Regions from separate parts of the Podarcis muralis genome. Here region 2 is linked to region 1. The links are chromatin contacts, called in public Hi-C maps. All regions are on one chromosome and are shown on one strand. Each heading gives the region's core, a stretch centred on a gene start, on an enhancer-like site or on the middle of the called end of the contact. The rest is flanking DNA. Distances are from core to core; before and after follow the strand shown. Region 1 holds the start of RIOX1 (ribosomal oxygenase 1). Region 2 holds the start of PSEN1 (presenilin 1).

Region 1 (5,940 bases), core at 2,034-4,533:
TTCAGAAAGGGTGCTTGGCACAAACTTTAAAGTAGGGGTGGGGAACTGGATCTGGCTGGCAGGCTGATTCCAGTACTGGTTCACCATCACGAGACCACTTTTGGGAGGGGCAGTCCACACAGCTGTCAGGTCATGTGACATATGATGTAAGGCAATTCCACTTCAAAGGAAGGATCAGGAGCATTCTCATTTTAGTTCAAGGCATGGATACAAAGATTCCTGCCAAAGGTGAGGCTTGTATTCTGCAATGCATTTAAATTCAGCTCTGGATGCAAACCTCATTTTTGGGAAGAATTTACTAAATTGTACATTTTTTTTGTTCCTGCAACTTGCTCTAGGGCTTTATGATGAAGGATGGGTAATAACAACATTTCACAGAAAGTCAAGTGTAGCTGCAGGAGTAGGTCCTATAGATATGAAGTTGTCCACATAAGTGTATGAGAAATTGAAATCTGTCCATTTTGCTAAGGCTGCTTTGATCAGCTTTTTAAAAAATCCAGTGTTGATGTACTCATTGTGTTAAAACACTGCTTTTAATTGACAGCTTAGCTTCTATGTGTCATGTTGAAATGCTTATCTACACCAAAACAAAAAAGCATTCACTATCCTTGGTAGGTTTTGTTTTGCTTTACAGAAATAAGTGTTCCATATTCAAACAGTTTAGGATCCTGCACCTGTAAAATATGCAGGATTAGGATGAATGAATTTATAGAAATGTTGTGTAATTAAACTGTCACCTAGCCACATTTCTGTGTGCACACAGATTTATGGCTACCAGTTGTATTAGATACAGTCACTGTATATTTTAATTTCTAATCAAACACACAATTTAAACATCCCCGTTAGAAATATTGTATTTATTATACTTAAATATGGGATGATCTTATCTTGCCAAAGGAAAAGAAACTTATTTGCACTTCTGCAAACTTCATTGAAATGAAGGCCTTCATCACCCTTAATCTGATCTACAAATAAAAAAGAGCTGGCTTACAAATTAACAGTGTTGTTCTGGGTAGCCAATTTGATGGCATCCAAATGTCACTAGAGTACAACACCCATCATCTCTGTGCATTGGCTATGCTGGGTGGGGCAGAAGGGAGATGGTGCTTAGCAACATCTGGAGGGTGTCATGTTGACTGACTCTGGACCAGATGTACTTTACTGTGTACACAATTCTGCATTTTAATAGGCAGATAGCATCAATCTGTTTGTAGTCAGACTAACAGGTATTTTTTTTTCCTATCCAGAAAGCTTTCAATGTCCAAGCAGGAAGTTCTCAGAGGTTTGGATTGCTATCTTAAATATACTAGTAAGTACAATAGAAGAGTATTCTTCTAACACATTTATTTTGAACATATTTAACATGTTATACAGGCAACAGAGGGTTCTTAGTAATCAACAATCCCTTCTCAAATAAGACTGCGGCCAAGGCAATTTTGTCATCCAGCGTAGCACAAGGAAGGTCTTCCACACTAACATACTTTGGGTAGGAAGAAAGCAAAAATTCAATACCATCTGCATATTCAGGCTCTATTTCACAATATTTGGGCTCCTCCTTGTGGTACACCCTTGAATTTTCTGTAGTATAATACAGCAATGTGGCATCTCCTTCGTTGCACAATCTGACAATTCCATACTGAAGCAGCCGTACCTGTGTCTTTTTCTTCAACTGGACATCAAGATTTTGGACATTTCCATTTTCCCACCGTGCTGGATGTCCATACACACTCAATGCCTTTTCACTCTCAGTCAGCACTGGCGGGAGGCAGTCGTGAAGAAAAGCCTTGGCTTTTTGATCCACAGCAGCATCAACTGGTGCAAAATCCATTAGTTTGGTTATTAGTGTTCTGATCTTTTGCATAAAGGCATCTCGGCGAGGATCAACAACATCCGAGTTCAGGACTCCCATGTATTCCAGGTAGTCTGTGGGTAGCCCACGGCGATAGTCCACATCCTCTTCAATGGCCATCTGCAGTGCTGCAGGAAGGAGCTTTTCTAACAGGTCTCCCCAGGAGTTTCGCTGGTACGAGGATACTGTTATATGGAGGGAATGTGCATCTGGGAGACAGTCGCCTTGGTGGATAAACCCGCGGGGGAAATAGAGCAGGTCTCCAGCTTCTAATACAGTCTCCAGAATGGGTTCTCCAATCTCCTCCTGGCTAAAGTTGCTACTCGAAAACTGAGGCAACACCTCCGCCTCTTTCCTCGGGCTGTAAACCCGCCAATGCTTCTTTCCTTCCAGCTGGATCACAAAGGCTTCAATGTCATCATAGTGAGGAGCAAAGCCCTGTGTACCAGCAGGGGTCAAGTAAGTGTTTGCTCCCACCATGCTGTTGAACTGCTCCTGGAGGATGGAGAGGAACTGCCAGAGGGTGAAAGAAAAAGCCTGGGGGTTTAGCATCCTGAGGGAACAGCCATTCCTGTAGAAATCCCACACCACAGCCGGCAGTGCCCTGCCCTCCGGATTGTGCGTCTCCCTCTTCCCATCTTCGTAGCTGGTCACGTCCAAGTTGACGCCGAACCGAACATCGCTGTCACGCAAGATGGCATCAAACTCTGCTGTAGAGAAGAGGCCCTGGTAATAACCTGGATTGTGCCTCTGGAGCAAGAGAGGTTTCTTCTCCCAGTACCGGTCAAAGAAGTGACGAGGCGAAGTGGGAGCGATGAGCCACTCGAAGAGTTTGGCGGCTCGCTGCCGGCTATGCTGAACTTGCCCCAGCTCTTGGAGGAGGCGCTGGAGTGGGCAGCCCATAAAAGGACGCTGGGGGGAAGGCGCCTTCTTTTCCTTATGGGGTGCTGGAGCAGGGCTTTCTCCGCTTGCCAGGCCGCGCCCACGCTTGGAGGCCGCCGCTGCCGCATCCCTGGAGTTCGAATTCATTCTCCGTCTCTTCGCCAGTTTCACGGCCGCATCCGGGACGGGGCGAGCATCCCTGGGCGGCTCCCCGTTGGCGGCCCCTGGTACCTCCGCGCAGTCCTCGGCGGCCAGCGCCCTCTTAGAGGGCCGCTTCTTGGCCTTGTGGCGCCTCAGCGAGACGGACACCCCGTGCCTCGGGCGCGGCGGCAGCTCCCGGTCCCCGACTTGCACGGCGGAGCGGTAGGCCAAGAGCGCGGACACGCGTGGCGGGTGAAGCAGCTCCATGCCTGGACCCGGGATGGGGAAGCGCCGGCCAACACGTGCAGACGGCTTCCGGCTTAGGAGCGAGACTTTTCGACCTCTCCTTCCGGTGCCGCTTCGTACCTAGCTCCGCCCCGGGATTCCCGCGAGGCGACGGGTCAGAGAGACTCGGTGAGAGAAAGCGCCGCTCTAGCACTAGTGAGCTTTTCCGGTCTAAAACGGAAGTGGGGCCCTTGTTCTCTAACAAGTATCTAGGATATCATAGAGATACGAAGGGATAGAACGATCCCATTTTATGTTCTAGTGTAAAACGTGTTATTCTTATATTTATCCTCTGCCTTTGACTCTAACAGGGACTCAGGGCAACTCGCCCATAAAAGAAGAACACCTAAAAACATAGGGGGGAAACAATCGTTAAAAACAATTGAACATTAATAGAATTAAAAATCTAAAAAATCTATTAAAAACATAAGATACAATCGCAATAAAACAGCAGGACACCACTGGATTTAATAATGTATCATCTCACACGCACCCCAGATTTGAAATTTAGGCCGTGCGCGACTCTTAGCTTTTTGCAAAGATACCACGGTGGAGCAGGTTGCTACTCCTGCATCGTAAATCAGATTTAAAGGTAAAGGACCCCTGACAGTTAAGTCCAGTCGCAGACGACTCTCGGGTTGCGGCGCTCATCTCGCTTTACAGGCCGAGGCTTGGGAGTAATTATTTTGAATTCAAGCTAACTTACTTTCGGGCAAACACCCATAGGCTGGAGCTCACCTCAGCATGCCTTACTCTTGAGTAACTATGTTTAGTGCATTAGGTCGGAATTCTAAACCCATATTTATTTACTTGGAGATAAATCCTATTAGTCAAAAGAGGTTCAGTTTGGGCTTCAAGCCACATAGGTGTCTCAAGATGCTGTTTTGCCATATTAACAAATCATATACAGCCAGATTTAACATAGATAATGGCAATGACATAAAAGTAAATACAGCTGCTCAACAAATAATAAATGCTAATGCTATTTAAAATGTATCCAGTGAAATATCTACAGCAAAATTATTTAATTATATGATAATAGCAGAATAAACAGTCACTCTTATATGAAAAAGTAATTCCCATGAGGTGTTTTTGAGGCTTCCCTAGATTGCAGACACAGACCTCAGAAGGACAGGCACTTACCAACAAATAATTTAAGCCACTATAAATACATTTTAGCTATGTGCACTTATTCCGAAGTAAATTCTGTGTTTGTAAGCATGCACAGGATTCCTGCCTAAATCACCAACTTGTGCAGTTTGAGCTATTCAATGCAAGTAGCTCAGTTTGTGACTTTTACTGGAATCCTAAACATGTTTACTAAAGTAGGTCCTTTAGGGGCAAGTAGGACATGCCAAGTATCATGTTGTGCAGCCTTTTGCATTTATAGGGTTAGGAGAAATCAATCGAAAGTTTGTTTTTCATGTAATGTGAATTGCATTGCTAATATGTGCATATTACTGATACTGATTTTAAAAACAGCAATATTTGTTGTTGTTTAGTCGTTTAGTCGTGTCCGACTCTTCGTGACCCCATGGACCAGAGCACGCCACGCCCTCCTGTCTTCCACTGCCTCCCACAGTTTGGTCAGACTCATGTTTGTAGCTTCGAGAACACCGTCCAACCATCTCGTCCTCTGTCGTCCCCTTCTCCTCGTGCCCTCCATCTTTCCCAACGTCAGGGTCTTTTCCAGGGAGTCTTCTCTTCTCATGAGGTGGCCAAAGTATTGGAGCCTCAGCTTCAGGATCTGTCCTTCCAGTGAGCACTCAGGGCTGATTTCCTGAAGAATGGATGCGTTTGATCTTCTTGCAGTCCATGGGACTCTCAAGAGTCTCCTCCAGCACCGTAATTCAAAAGCATCAATTCTTTGGCGATCAGCCTTCTTTATGGTCCAGCTCTCACTTCCATACATCACTACTGGGAAAACCATGGCTTTAACTATACGGACCTTTGTTGGTAAGGTGATGTCTCTGCTTTTTAAGATGCTGTCTAGGTTTGCCATCGCCTTTCTCCCAAGGAGCAGGCGTCTTTTAATTTCGTGGCTGCTGTCCCCATCTGCAGTGATCATGGAGCCCAAGAAAGTAAAATCTCTCACTGCCTCCATTTCTTCCCCTTCTATTTGCCAGGAGGTGATGGGACCAGTGGCCATGATCTTCGTTTTTTTGATGTTGAGCTTCAGACCATATTTTGCGCTCTCCTCTTTCACCCTCATTAAAAGGTTCTTTAATTCCTCCTCACTTTCTGCCATCAAGGTTGTGTCATTTGCATATCTGAGGTTGTTGATCTTCCGGCGATCTTAATTCCGGCTTGGGATTCATCCAGCCCAGCCTTTCGCATGATGAATTCTGCATATAAGTTAAATAAGCAGGGAGACAATATACAGCCTTGCCGTACTCCTTTCCCAATTTTGAACCAATCAGTTGTTCCATATCCAGTTCTAACTGTAGCTTCTTGTCCCACATAGAGATTTCTCAGGAGACAGATGAGGTGATCAGGAACTCCCATTTCTTTAAGAACTTGTCATAGTTTGCTGTGGTCGACACAGTCAAAGGCTTTTGCATAGTCAATGAAGCAGAAGTAGATGTCTTTCTGGAACTCTCTAGCTTTCTCCATAATCCAGCACATGTTTGCAATTTGGTCTCTGGTTCCTCTGCCCCTTCGAAATCCAGCTTGCACTTCTGGGAGTTCTAACAGCAATATTAGATGTTATTATATATCTATACATTACATAATATATGTAAAAATTGACAGCAAATATTAAAAATAAACAAGTTATGCCTTTC
Region 2 (5,940 bases), core at 1,072-3,571, 200 kb after region 1:
TTGTATCATTAAGGGTTGCTGTACTTCTTTTAGATGCTAATTTGCATATTAGCAATATTCTATTATCAATTTTATGTTGTGGATGCTCTACTATTATTGTGACTCACCCCGAGATTATTTTTACAATGAAGGGAGCACTATAATTTTTGGAAATTAATCACAGGAGTGGACCACAGGACTGAATCCTTTCTACTTTCTAGAACACAAATTTGTCTTGCTGGACCTAGTTGTGCTTAGCTGCTACACATAGCAACTACTAGCGCCCTCCTTAACAGAGGATTTCAAACTAGCTTCAAGTGACAACAAATTATTATGTTAGCAGTGACATTAATCATGGTTGGAACTAACCAAGGTTCCTGTGCAGTGTTCTCTTAACAGACATTATTTGATTGGAAACCACTGAAACAAAATGACAGGAAAACATAATCCATTGCTTAGCAACCAATCAATTCATGAACAGTCTAGACAGATTATGATAGTCCTGCCAACTTTTTTGAAATGTGATAGTAATAGCAATTAGAAGGAGCTGTGGCCAATTCAAAAGCACTAAAAAGGAATTCTGTGCATTACCTCATTTTCATTTGTTTCCAAGAGTGCTTAGAATATTACTTACTTAGCTTGGAATATACCCCAGTTACACTGCTGGGTCCCATATTTCCATTGTCAATGCCAAATAGAACCCTACTTTACATATGACAAATATGCAAAGAAATAAGGGAAAGTCCAACTTTCTACTATCCAGACTATACGAATGATTTGCACTTTTTACAATTTTTAATATGGTTAGATTTTTTTTAAAAAAAGGTCTTATACCATCCAAGTCATCTACAACCCTCTCCTATCAGATAATCTCCTCAAAACTCTATTTTTAAAGGGGGAGGGGGGAGCAGACCTAAGACCAAATTTCATCAGTACAGCCAATCAGAACTATGTGCATCGCTGCATATTTCTGCATCTCATTGATAAGCACCAGTTTAGAGGCTTCAAGACCTCTGGTGGAAAGCAAAAAAGAACTGGCTAACATACTTCAAAAGGAGCACTTAGTCTTTATTCTGAAATAAGTCAGAAAACAACTGGACACAAACAGCAGTCCAGTACTATCGTAACACTGTGCCAAAGGAAAAAGCACCTTTTTTAAAAAAAAAACTCATAAGAGAACTTTCAACAGACAAAAGATTTCCCCATTACCACATCCCCATGATGACATAAGCTCCAAGTTTCCACATTCTGTACAACTATAAAAGACACAGAGGGTAAAAATCAACTAAGCTTTACTCAGAGTAGGCTCAGTGAAATTAATGAACGCAACTAATCCCATCAATTCCAGTGGTCTACTCTCCGAGTAAAACTTAGAATACCACTCAGAGCTTCTAAAGCCACTGCTAGCACACCAAGTCCATTCTGGCTATGCTGTAGGCTCAAAATCACTTAAGGTCGCGCGATCCTACGCACCTTTACCCGGGAATAAATCCCATTAAACCTATCCATTCTGAAGGAAATCAGCCCTGAGTGCTCAGTGGAGGGACAGATCCTGAAGCTGAGGCGCCAATACTTTGGCCACCACATGAGAAGAGACGACTCCCTGGAAAAGACCCTGATGTTGGGAAAGATTGAGGGCACAAGGAGAAGGGGACGACAGGGGCGAGACGGCTACTAATATGAGTTTGACCAAACTGCGGGAGGCAGCGGAAGACAGGAGTGCCTGGCGTGCTCTGGGGTCACGAAGAGTCGGACACGACTAAACAACAACAAACTTAACGAGGCTTACTAATGAGTAGACACGCCTAGGAGTGCCCTTTAATTCAGATTTCAACACACTTCCGACACGGACTGGAGGTCCGCGGGAGTGGCTGGAGGAGACCCGCCCTCTTTCCGGGGCATTTTCACCCGAAGGCGGGGAGGTGGGATTCCAGCCGGTATTGTTTAAAGTGTCTGAAGCCTGGAGGAGGTTTCGTGTGGGGAGGGGCATCCTTTCTGATCTGAGACAAAGAGGGCCACGGAGGTGTGAGGGAAGGCTGGCTCCGGAGTCCCATGACTCCCCTCGGAAACGCTCGTGTGAGGAAGGGGCGACGTGACGAGGAGAAGGGGAAGGGCCCCCACCCCCCCCGAAAGAGGAGCCCCGCTTCCTTTCCCCCTCACGGGCCTGCTTTCCTCGTCGCGCTCTTCGCAGCTCCCCGCCCCGGGCCCACCTCTCCTTACCTGTCCCCCCTCGGAGCCGGTCCCACCGGTTTGTTTTCTTCCCGGCCCGAATTCACAGCACAACCCCCTCCCTCCCACCCCCTCCTCCCGCGACACGCACGGCGCTTCCGGTCGAAGCCCCGCCCCCATTCCCCCTCCCCTCGGGAGTCGGCGCCTCGTCCCCGCCCACTCAGGCTCTCTCGGGGGTGGTGGTGCGCCTGCGCAGCCGAGCTTCTCCTCGGCGGACCGCAGCTGTCTATCAGAAGGAGCGCGCGAGGCCGCGCAACGACAACAGCTGCACCAGCAGCAGCCGCCGCCGGAGGAAGCGGGCGGGGGCTGATGACGTCAGGAACCGCTGCGCCAAAAAGGCAGCAGCTGAATTCGGAGAAGGGTTGCTTTAATCTGCACGTTTCTCTTCGAAGCAAGGCCTGCCCAGGCATTCTGCTGCCTGAGTTAAAAGGTCCTCGCTCGCTCGCCCGCCCGCCGCCTTCCACCGAAGTGTAGGTGCCTGGTTGGTCAGGTTGTATTTGCGCAAAAGGGGGATAATAAATACATTAAAGCTCAAAACCAGCTGCGTTCTTTCTGAAGGGCTGCGCTTTGGGTTTAATTTGGCCGAGAGAAAATACTAGCTCTGTTCGTGGAGGATCAACAGAGAAGTCGCTCCTTTTTTCTTGGGTAGATCCCATGCGATTCTTCTTCTTTGGCGCATAGTTGTCAACCTTCCCTTTTTTTGCGGGAAATTCCCTTATTCCAGCGCCGCTTCCCGCTGCTATCCTGGATTGTTAGATATCCCGTAGACCCGGGACAGGTGAGGCTGCTGATGTCTTATTTTCAAATATGAAAGTTGACAGCTATGCTTTGGCGATCACTTGTAGCCGAGTAAGATTGTCTTCCATGAACACGGTCTTAACAGTGAGTCCGTAAGTGACTGTGGAGGCCAGTTCTCGATCCAGACGTCCTTCCACAGTGGGGACGTAGATTTCCGGGTGGGAGTTTATCGTGGTGAGGGTTTGCCAAACGTGCCTTCCTCTTAGCGCATTTCTACCTTTCTTCCTGAGTTCCAGCGTCTTCAAAGTCAACATCTTTGGTACACACCCACTTTATTGTGCAGCCCGACCCTATGTATACATGTATGTTGACACTAAAATACTATTCAGTTAGGATTACTTTCAAGTAGTGTGCAGAGGATTACAACTCCCTTAGCAGTTTAGAAGGAGCCACAGCCACTAGTTATCTTACCTCTGCCACTTGCTACATTTGCCCTATGAGGCAAGGTTTATTTCATTTTATTATTACGTTTATACCCCACCCCCTTTCCTCCAAGCTCAGGGTAGTGTATATGGTTCCTCTCTTCATTTTATCCTCACAATCCTGTGAGGTGGGTTTGGCTGAGAGACAGTGAGGGGCCCAAGGTCATCCAGTGAGCTTCATGCTTAACTGGGGATTTGACCCCTGCTTTACTCCGACAAGCAAAGGCTCCTGACTTTTCACAATCGATACAAGGCTGTTTACATGTAACTCTGTAGATTGTTCGTAGTGGTGATTTTCATGAATGCAAGAACTTAATGTACAAACAAGCCTCATGGCTTTCCAACATCCTAACCTACAATACCTTTTGAGTTTGGGAATAAGGACTGCCTTCATAGTTTTAGATAAGCTTTGTTATAAGATGTACAAGGTATCCAGTTTATGTTGCTACAGCTGTGACTACTAGTGTGTGAACTTGGCCCAACTGTCAGCTAGACAAATCTACCCTGATTTAAAGTGAGGAGCATACAATCAAGGGTCCCACAACTTGGAAGACACTGCAGAAACTTAAATTTTGGACTACAGTTCCCATAATCTCCAACTACTGGCCATGCTGGCTGGAGATGCAAAGTGTAGTCCAAGGCATTTGAAAACCCTGAGCTAGGTTATTATCTCAGCACCTCTTATAAACCAATATCCTTGTGTTAATACACACCTTGAAAAACTTTTTATATAAAATAAGTTATGGGGAACTTATGGTGCTGCAGATGTTGCTGGTATCAAACTCCCATCAGATGCATGCATGGCCAAGTTGGGATGATGAACTATTCCCCCCCCCCCCCGATCTATTTATTTATGTTTTACAAGATGCATATGCTAATAATAAAAACTCCCATGTGGTTTTCATAGAATATAGTTGTAATAAAATGCCAGTGAAATAAAACTTTGAAAACAAGAAGACAGAAAATGTTATCAAACATAGGTAACATCAGTAGTTTCAAAACAAATACACAAGTTACACGAGTTACATGTCTGCTAAAAAAAGGGACCAATAAAAGACACTATCAGGTCAATTCTGTGTTAAAAACGTTATGTTTCAGCAGACGGTTGGGAGTTACGTACATTAAAATTAATTTTTGTTGTAATTTTTGTTGCTCTCGACTTGTTTTTTGCTGGTTAGGATGCAAATTGTTAATTTTGATGATGAGATTAATGTTACCAACAACATCAACTCCAGGGAGCCATGCAGCTAACTTTGGCTTTACCTTTTATTGCTGCACTGTTGTTGCTAATTTAGCACTGTATATCCATACATATCAAGCATGCATTCTCATTTTCAAGTGTGCAGTGTTGCTTTTTCGATAAACCAACCATAGAAGCTGCTTTATAGCAGTCAGGCCACTTGTTCATTGTGCATAGGCTTCCCCTCCAGATTGGACTCTAAACCATCACCCTCAGACAGCATGGTCAATGATCAGCAGATGACAGGAGTCATCATCTCACACATCTGAAGGGCATCAGATTGAGAAATGCCTGACAGCAACTCTCCAGTTCAGCTGGATCCTGCCTGGAAACGCTAGGATCCAGTTATGGCCCTTTCCCTTTTTGTGAAGGGTTGTGGTAGAACAAACCATTATTATTCAGGTTTTTATTGTTCTTTGATTAGTTAGGCTGTCACTTCTATCATTGTGTAACAGGTCAATACATTTAATTTGTCTCCTAGAAGTGGTATGGTTCTCATTCTTGAGATTCCATTCTTTCTCCCCACCCCCAGTATTGTAACAATACAATTCACTAGGTGGGATCTAGATTAAGTTTGGCAACTTTGTTTTTATTTCAACTTGTATTTTGTTGGTGTTTTATTGTACTCTTATTTAAATTATTACTGTTAGTCACAGAAACATTTGTTGGAAACGTAGGCTACAAATTCAACAAATTGTACTTAGGGACTTCAGTTAGTCATGACTAACTTGATTTCAACAAACTCAAGTGCAACCAGCTTATTCTAGATCCAACTCAACACTATATAGTTTGGCCCATGTGCAGAATTTGAAGCTGTATTTCCATACTGGGAAGTTTTTCCCAGATCAACAAGCCAACTAATCCATTACTTCCAGAAATGACGTAGAAGTGGTAGTATATTTTGAAACGTTATTAAATAATCAAAATCCAGATCAAATATATACATTTTTAATATCTGAAATATTTACATGGTGGAACCATTTATAGGATCCCATTTATTAAGAACAGTTTTTTCCAGCTGTCTTCTTATAATGCATGTACTCAGTAACTCAGTGTCATGGTTGCACCTCCTAAATAGGTCAACCTGTATCCTTCAGGTAAAGAGATATCAGAAGAGCAGTATTTTAAAAAGTGAGAATTGTTGCTTCCTGGAAAGTGTTCATCCTGCAATCAAGAAGGCCCATAGCGTACAGTCTTTCTACTTGTGAAGATTTTAAAAAATGCAGTTTACAGTACATTGTTATTGATACCACATCAGCATATGTATAAAAC

What was found. Hi-C and Micro-C count contacts between places; a contact is called where the count stands out from the background.
Region 2: a contact with region 1 is called in a Hi-C map of tail, with 3 times the contacts expected there. The contact joins the promoter of PSEN1 here to the promoter of RIOX1 in region 1. A contact is called at or near these places in 2 of 3 Hi-C or Micro-C datasets (blood and tail).

The regions. Positions count from the first base shown.
Region 1 is chr1:45,357,196-45,363,135 of rPodMur119.hap1.1, forward strand. RIOX1 (ribosomal oxygenase 1) reads right to left here and starts at 3,284. Exons shown (of 1, transcript XM_028724360.2): 1 at 1,328-3,284. The coding sequence starts at 3,139. The coding sequence ends at 1,367. HEATR4 (HEAT repeat containing 4) reads left to right here. Exons shown (of 18, transcript XM_077927362.1): 16 at 1,248-1,309.
Region 2 is chr1:45,557,478-45,563,417 of rPodMur119.hap1.1, forward strand. It overlaps PSEN1 (presenilin 1), which reads right to left and starts at 2,322. Exons shown (of 11, transcript XM_077927404.1): 1 at 2,200-2,322. It overlaps RBM25 (RNA binding motif protein 25), which reads right to left. Exons shown (of 19, transcript XM_028724566.2): 19 at 5,601-5,940.